Linked DNA regions of Rattus norvegicus: regions 2 and 3 are each linked to region 1. The links are chromatin contacts, called in public Hi-C maps. All regions are on one chromosome and are shown on one strand. Each heading gives the region's core, a stretch centred on a gene start, on an enhancer-like site or on the middle of the called end of the contact. The rest is flanking DNA. Distances are from core to core; before and after follow the strand shown.

The links. A called contact is a pair of places that touch in the nucleus more often than the background predicts.
Region 2: a Hi-C map of the A7r5 cell line shows a contact between it and region 1, with 4 times the contacts expected there. The contact joins the promoter of Cimap2 here to the promoter of Ssbp3 in region 1. A contact is called at or near these places in 2 of 12 Hi-C or Micro-C datasets (the A7r5 cell line and Schwann cells).
Region 3: a Hi-C map of prefrontal cortex shows a contact between it and region 1, with 2.7 times the contacts expected there. The contact joins the enhancer-like site here to the promoter of Ssbp3 in region 1. A contact is called at or near these places in 8 of 12 Hi-C or Micro-C datasets (the A7r5 cell line, the Rat2 cell line, Schwann cells and 5 more) and 1 of 1 datasets of contacts at active chromatin or transcription factors (oligodendrocytes).

Annotation. Positions count from the first base shown.
Region 1 is chr5:126,918,887-126,921,611 of GRCr8, reverse strand. It overlaps Ssbp3 (single stranded DNA binding protein 3), which reads right to left and starts at 1,411. Exons shown (of 17, transcript NM_053358.2): 1 at 1,011-1,411; 2 at 1-50. The coding sequence starts at 1,066.
Region 2 is chr5:126,629,366-126,632,090 of GRCr8, reverse strand. Cimap2 (ciliary microtubule associated protein 2) reads left to right here and starts at 1,399. Exons shown (of 10, transcript NM_001109262.2): 1 at 1,399-1,498. The coding sequence starts at 1,443. It also overlaps a transcript of Ttc22 not described here.
Region 3 is chr5:127,176,633-127,179,357 of GRCr8, reverse strand. All of the region lies in intron 3 of Tceanc2 (transcription elongation factor A N-terminal and central domain containing 2), which reads left to right. Among named protein-coding and RNA genes, the nearest start is that of Trnaa-agc38, 5.3 kb to the right of the region's middle. Within about 2 kb of position 1,362, at least 12 of the 93 cell types and tissues checked have an H3K27ac peak or open chromatin away from gene starts, as enhancers often do. A contact at or near this core is called in prefrontal cortex, where this site is marked.

The DNA.
Region 1 (2,725 bases), core at 162-2,661:
ATTTCTGTGCTCCTACGTGCAGTAAATATTCGTAGACATATAAAGCTAACCTGGAAAGAGCAGAGGCAGAGAGAGAGAGGGAAGGGTCAGATCACACTAAGGCTTGCTCTGGACCTTGCCAGTAACTGTGAGCCCGGTCTGTGCCATCCCATTGTGGCCATGACAAGACGTAAGTACCTATTACCCCAGACAGGATCCGAGTCAGAACTGCTAGTGGGTGGGTACCAGAGACAAGCTGCCACCAAGCCGCGGGAGCTGGAGAAAGGTCCCCAAACTTGAACTTCCAAGTGGCACTGGGACTAAACCCACCTAGGTCTCACAAACTCGAAAGCCGCTACAAGAGCCCTGAGCCACCCTCCTTTTCCCAGATCACTTCAGCTCGCTGCTTTAGCCTAGGTTCGGGGTCCGGACGGACTCGGTCCCAGTTCGGGTACTTGGCGCGCTCTGGAGAGGGCAGCAAAGCGCCGCCCTCAGCATCTCCCCCTCAAACAACTGTCCCCCAAGCCTGGGGCCAGGCCGGCGCCGCCAGCCCAGCCCAGCCAGGGCGCCCCGGAGCGCACCGGGCTGACGATGAGGCCGCTGGCTGGGTAGGAAGAGCGCTCCCGGGCGAACAAAGCCCCCGGCACGCACTCCTCACGCCGCGGGCGGACAAAAGGAGCCTTCGGGGCTGCAGAAAGCCACGCGCCCCCTGCCCGCACTCGGTGGGCAAAGTAAGGCCCCCGCGACCCGCGGGCCGAGCGCACCGGCTCACAGTGGGACCTCGCCCACCCTTGTCGCGGGCCCCCGCGCCCGCTCAGCCAGCGCGCCTACCAACTACCCTCGCCCACCGCTGCCCTGCTGCCCCTTCAGGGTGCCCCAGCCTCCGCCGGCGCCCAACAATGGGCTCTCCACGCCGCCGTCGCCGCCGTCGCGGGGCAGAGACCCGGGCCCCAGGGGCACAAGGCAGCGCGACCCCCGCGCCCACCTGCCTCCCGCCGCCCGCGGCGCGGCCCCACTCGCGAGAGGCTTACTTTTCCCGAGCCTGCCCGTCCGAGGGCACCGCCGAGCCTTTGCCTTTGGCAAACATGGCTTGCAGAGAAGAGGGCGCCGAGCCCGCCGCCGCCGCCGCTACCGTCCGGTCTCCCGAGCTGCCCTGCTCCCGGCCCCCTCCCGGCGCTCGCCCGCTCGCTCGCACTCCGCTCGCCGCGCTCCCTCCCTCCCCGGCGCTGGCTCCGCGCTCTTTCCAGCTGTCAAAGCGTCAGCCCCGGCCGCGGCCCCATCGCCCTGGAACTCCTCCCGCGCCGGCTCGGCCTGAGCTGCGCCGCCGCCCGCCCGAAGCCTGCAGCTCGCTTGCTCGCGGCCCGCGCGCCCGCCACCCGGCTCCGCCTGCGCCGCCCTCTGCGCCTTCAGCACCGCTGCCTCTGCCGCCGCCGCCGCTGGTCTACTTGGAGCTCAACCGAACGTGGCTGCCCCGGCAGGAGCGCGGCGGGCGTCCACGCCCCGCGACGGACGGCCGCGGCGGCCAATCGGCGCGCGGGGGCGGGCCCGGAGGCCGGGAGGGACGCCTGTCAGCGCGGCCGCGCCAGTCCCGCTGCGCCTCCTCCGCGAGCCGCTGCCCGCTCGTGCCCCGGCCGGGGGAGCGGGGGGCGAGCCCTGGCGCTGGGGTGGGGCGGCGACGCGAAGGGCTGGGGCCTGAACTGGAGCACCCGGCCGGCGCGGCGGGGACTGGGCGCTGCGACAGCAGGCGCGGAGAGAGGCGCGGATCCCGGCTGGCCCGGCGCGCCCCTTTCCGCGTCGTCCTGGCCCCCAGCGCCCCCGCCTCCCCGCGCTGATCTTCCCTCTGCGGGCCAGGACCCCAGCCGGCCCTGCTCCCTGCCCCACCCCGGGCTGCCTGCGCCCAGCCCTGCCTTCGGAGCCCCGGCCAGGGCTGCACGCGGAGCTGGGCAGCCGTAGCTGGCGCCAAAGCGCGCGGCTGCTTCTTTACTAGATCGTTAAAATACTTTGGGAAACCCCAAAGTGGAGCCGCGCGAAAATGGCCCTTGGCGTGCCCCAGGCAATCTGTAGGAAGGGAAAGGAGTCTTGGAGTAGAAGGAAAGAGAGTGATTTCTCTCAAATTTCTGAGGTTTGCTAACCCTGGCAAGTTTAGCCCCTCGCCTTTCCACGGGAAAGGGTTCCGCTTGGATGAGGGACGTCACCTGGACGCCTCGCGACTCGGAGTGCGCGCCGCAGAAATCTCAAACTTCAAATAAATGGAGCTAAATTGGAGAGTAGGGGGACCAGAGTCGGGCGTGGGGGGAGGGGAAGCTTCCATTGTCAATGACCCAGGTGTACAATGGGAAATGGGGGGTTGGCAGAGTGACCAAGCTTTTTGCTCACGACTCCTTTCTGTCCACTCGACGACCCCAAAAACCTGCAGTGTTCTCTCCCTGGAGATTCCAAATCAAAAACTGGTGAGATAAGAAATGGCTCCCCCATTTTCATACTGTTTTTAGAGCGCGGTTCTCTTTAAATGTGATAAAACATAGTCGGTACTGTCTCTTTAAAAGAGTCAAGCAGAAAAAGCTGTGTAAGCGCTGATTGGCTGCCTGTTTGGATACATCTTTAGGGGAGCCTTGAAACTGTTAGCCTAGGTTGATTTTTTTTTTTTTAACTGCGCTGTTCCAATAAACAAGTAACGCCCCTCCCCCTAACATGCCTCGCACCAAACAATTAAAGAATAGGTCAGTGTCCTGGGGAAAACACGTTT
Region 2 (2,725 bases), core at 150-2,649, 290 kb after region 1:
GGATCCAGAGAAATCAAGCTTTAAAGTTATGGGCTCCTGACAAATCTTACTACATTCATTTATTCACTCATTTATCACCCAACAAACATTTGCTACAGGTTTGCTATATGGCAAGCACTGTGTCAGGATCCAACAAGACAGGCTCTTTCTGTGGGCCTCTGAGAGGCCCTTTCCAAGGGCCAGGAACTGTCTACTGTAGGCTGTTTAATCCTCCCAGGAGCCTGGAGATAAGAGTATTGTATTGCTTCATTTTCCAGGTAAGCATGCGGGGACTCAGAGAGGAACTACTTTCTCAAGACGCTGGTGCTGGGGAGGGATGGAGGCCACAGCCGATGCCTCTGACCCCCAGCTCAGTGGTGTGCTGTGGGGGCTCTATCGGCTGTGACTATGTGACTACCAGGCCTAGAGCCAGAAGCCTGGCCTTCCATTTAAATACCAACCTTGGTGAGGTTGGCTGTAGGAGGCTGCTGTGCCTCTGGTGTGCTCTGCCCCGGGTTGGATGCAGGACTTAATATATCTTCCATCGGCCTCCAGTTATCTTGTCACAGCAGTGGGGTGTATTGAGATGTCTGTTCTGTTCATCTCTGCTGAAGCCCTTGGAGGGCTCCGAGGTAGTGAAGGAGACATCAGCACAGTCAGAGGATGCTATCTGTAGGGAAGGGAGGAGGAGGAGGGAGAGCTGGTCATGCCAGGTTGGGGCACACCCTTCCCTCTTTCTTCATCTAGCAAGTGCTTCATTTGGGATTCTGCCTGTCCACAGGCTGGGTCCCACCCCATACACCATCGCTAGCCTGGCTGAGATGGTTGTCAGAGTCGCTTTCCCCACTATGCTCAGAGGACGGGGACCACATTTGGGTTGCAGATTTTCTTCAGTGTCTGCTCGGAGTGGATGGCTGAGGTTCTGATGCCACTGCATCCCCTCAGATGTCCCTGAGTCCCTTCACCTATCTCTCCACTTGTCCTCCACGTTCCACCTTCCTCATTCTCCCCCGCACTCCCCCACCCCCGTTCCATCTAGTAGAAAAGGACCAGAATTCCCAAGTCTGCTCTCCCCTCCATTTCCCTCAGCACAAGATGAACATGAAAGCAATTTCTGAGCCTGGGCTCTCCCTGGTATAAGCAGAAATAAACAGATTCTCAGCAAGTGACAAGAACACTCTTATTAAACCTCAGGGGGATCCTAAGGTCTGCAGGAGCCCCGAAAGGGTCTCAGGCAAGGCAGCATTGGGAATATAAAATGAATGAAAACGTCAGGGGGTAGCCAGCACGCTGGAAAGCTCCCACGTGGCACGAAGCAGGTCTGTACTTGCTGAATCATAACGCCCTGGTTGCGGGTTGCCTTGGCAGCGCGCAGTGTCAAGGGGTTGTTGCGCGGGGGTGGGGGCAGGCTGGAGGCTAGGCTCAGTGAGACCTCGCACCCACGGCGCCCCCTGCACAACAGAATGTCTACCATCCGCAAGTGGTTCAAAGGGGCGCCCTTTGGGGTGCAGAGCCACAGGTGGGGCCCAACTGCTACCTGGCCTGGCACCCAGGATCCAAGGGAGTTCCCATGGGCCCTACCAGCGCATCTGCCTCCACAAGGAAGGCTAACCCAGAGGGCTGGAGCAGGGGGAGGAAGGGAAGAGGGCTGGTTCGCCCATCCCCCACTGCTCACTTCCTCTCTTTCTTCTTCCTCCTCCTCCTTCCTCCTCCTCCTCCTTCCTCCTCTATTCTCCTTCCTCCTCCTTCATTGTCGTCGTCGTCGTCGTCGTCGTCGTAGTCGTCGTAGTCGTCGTAGTCGTCGTCGTCCTCCTCCTCCTCCTCCTCCTCCTCCTCCTCCTCCTCCTCCTCCTCCTCCTCCTCCTCCTCCTCCTCCTCCTCCTCCTCTCCCCCTTTTCCCCTTTTCCTATGTAGTCCTGGCTGGCATTGAACTCACACCGTTGCTCTCTATGAACTGGGTGGGATTAAAGTCTCCAAGTTCTTTTGTTTTCTGTTCCATTTCTGTAGTAAGTTCTTGCAAACTATTTCCAAACCATCCAATGTAAAGTATTCAGAGAGGCCACACGGTCTGTCCATCCCATGAAACTTAGCTAAAAAGTTCTGAGTAAGTTTGCAGCAGCCCAGATGTCCTCTCTCTCTCTCTCTCTCTCTCTCTCTCTCTCTCCCTCCCTCCCTCCCTCCCTCCCTCCCTCTCTCTCTCTCTCTCTCTCTCTCTCTCTCTCTCTCTCTTTCTCTTCTTTCGAGACAGTCTTTCTACATAACCCTAGCTGTGTTGAAACCCACTCTGTAGACCAGGCTGGCCTCAAAGTCATAGAGATCCACCTGTCTCTGCCTCCCAAGTGCTAGAATTAAAGGTGTGCACCATTATGCCCAACTGTCGTATTTTTTATGTCCTATTTTGTAATACAATTGCATATGAATGACCTACTAAGTGCCACACATGGTTCTAGGAGCTGAGGTCGTGTGGTGGTCTGGCTAATAGCCCTATATATAGTTAAACGTATATGGAAGAGTGTATGAAGTATCCACCATGTGGTGTAGCATCTATCTGTCTACTTAGAGGTGGGAAGGATAATGGTAAGAATTGAAGAGGATGAAGCTGTGAGGAGAAACAGAGCATAGGGTGTGGAGGCAGAGCACCTCTGGAACCCTCAAAATGATGAAGCAGACCCAAAGTGACTTTCATGGGTCAGCTTCAAAGTCATCTGTCCTGGGACACCAACTGCCTGTCTCCCAAGGCTGCCCC
Region 3 (2,725 bases), core at 113-2,612, 260 kb before region 1:
TTCTTCCTGTACGCCATGAGTTACCTGACCCATCGGTGCTTTCCACACTGTCGCTGGAGGGACTGCTGTGTAGAACACTTCTAGCCTCAGGCTAGGAATTTATTGTGAAAAATAATAATATATAGTAAACTATAGCAATACATAGTAAAATAGTAATGTATAGTAAAGTATAGTAACATACAGTAAAAATTTTTAAAAAATGAAATGAAAACACACAAAGCACAGTCCTCAATCTTTTAAATTTTTTGCCTTCATTTTACTGTGCTGGGAATGGGCTTGGGTGTGTGTTTGACGCAGTGTACATATGGAGGTCAGAGGACGGGTTAGCGGATGTTTGCTCTTTCCCTCCAACATGTGAGTCCTGGGATCAAACTCAAGTTGTCTGGTTTGTTGGCAAGCACCCTTACCCACTGAGCCACCTTGCTATACCCCCTCTACCTTTTCATTAGAGTTATCAGAGGTGCTAGCTTATAATAACAGTTATTATATAAAGTTTTAAAAGCATGTGTCCAATATCTGTGCTTACCGTATAGAGCACCTACAGGTGACATTTTGAGTGTGCCTGATGCTGACTGTGCAAACTGATTAAGACTTGGTTGTGACCTTGAGGATCTGAGGGTTTGGTAGAGAGGTGATGGTGTACACAGACAGGAGCAGTACTCTACCGTAGCTATGAATGAGCACATCTGACACTGTCCGCTCAATCTGGAGCGTCTGTATGCGATCAGAAAGGACGGAGCAGTGGCTGCAGTCTGGGGACTTCGGGAAGGCCCCATAGAGGAGGTGGTGATTCAGTTAAATCTTGAAAGAAATTCAGCTTAATCTGTCACCAGTGGCAGTAACTGGCGAACTTGGTTTATAAAACAAAAACGATAGCAACACTTGCCACCGTGTCACTTATTATGGCTTTGGAGATATTTCAGAGGTGAGTGAGGGACCGAGTTGAATTGCCGTTTTAGCACAGCACACAACTGTGGATAATATGCAAGGGAAGAACAACATGTGTTCCTCAAGCTGCTCTCGGCTCCCCGGGGAGCTCAGGGCGGGCCTGCACAGCTGCTGCCTCTGCCCTCACTAGTGCTGCCATCGCCTCCTCTGCCTCCCCTTGACCTCCTGTTCCTGAGAAGCAGGAGAGAGCAGCCTCACACTGTCACTAACAGCTGGGAAGAGCTTTACGGAGTCCCCAGGGAGCCCCCAAGAGTCTTAGAGTTGCACCCCTGTAATATAAACCAGAATCTGAGGAAATTAGATGCTTAAAGAATATAAAACCCTATCATTATAGCCAAGGAGATGCTCCCATCTGCTGCCGGGTTTGCTGTCTTTATAGGTTGTGGTCACTAGAGGGCAGTACGACCATTCACATGAGCCTGTAAGGGCTTTCCACCGGTAGAGGGTACTAGTGTTTAATATTTTAGGACCTGCTTATTGATGCATGTATGTGCGTATGTGTTCCTGTTTAGACACATACCACAGATACCATACGTGATCAGATCCTAAATCTCAACATGATAAGCTAAGACTGTCTTAAAGATGCAGCAGGTGATAATTTTAAAAACCATTTCTGTTTGACAGATGAGTGTAGTGAGTATTTTCAAGAATGGGTGTGTCAGGTATCCAGAGATTACAGCCAGGGGCCGGAATGGAACTACCATGAGGTTTGACTTAGCAGGAATTGGAACCCATCCAGCTGTTGAACCCTGACCTTACCCGAGCCTTCCTTAAACTGAAATCCCATGGGATGCAGAGGGTTCGTGGTTCCTCTACAGTTGTATCAGATGAAAATCTTACTTGGATCATTTCCTGAGAATGTTTATGCTTCAACTTTTAGCCTTCCTGCCTCCCTACCTCGAGGGATGTAAGCACCAGATATCACAGAGTGTCCTCTGTGTGCTGGGAGCTATGGGGGATAACGGAGACAGCAACTGCTCCCTTCTTTTTGGAGCTTTAAGTCTGATGGAGATATAGGCAGTTTATAGACTTTGTTCTGTAGCTTAGTACAGTGCTCTGAGGATGGGGCGCGGCTAGCCAAGTGTATGGAAGTAGGAAAGAAAGTGTTGAGGGATGTGTCAGGCAGAGATGCATCGTGGGAGCTGCGTGAGGGTGGAGGTGGGAGAGAGAACACAGTCCCGTTCCAAAAGCCCCGAGTTGTTAGGTGTATTTAAAACGTAATATGCCAGAGAGTATGGCAAGAAAGGCAGCCGAGAGACAGTCTGGACCAGATGGAGAAGGCTTTTTGTAAGCAATTCAAAACTGGTTGGTTCTGGCAATGGATTAGTTGTCTATTACTATATAAAATTTCCCTAAAATCCGCTGCTTAAGAAAGCATTGTTTCTCATAGTTCCTCTGCCGGTCAGCAATCCAGGGGCCAGCTTGTGGGACTGGCTCTGGCTCAGAGTGGGTTTGGTTTGGTTTGGTTTGGTTTGGTTTGGTTTGGTTTGGTTTGATTAGGTAGGTGCTCTTCCAGTCAGCCTGGCTACAATGACCGTGAGCTCCTGATTCTCTTCTCACCATCTCCTGAGTACTGTGCAGAGGTCTGCACCAGCCCTCCCTGTCTTTTAAGAGCTTCTTATTGGTCTGTTGCTTAGAGCTTCAGGCATCCAAGGGCTTCCTAGATGCACATTTTTTTTTTTTTTTGGTTCTTTTTTTTCGGAGCTGGGGACTGAACCCAGGGCCTTGCGCTTCCTAGGTAAGCGCTCTACCACTGAGCTAAATCCCCAGCCCCCTA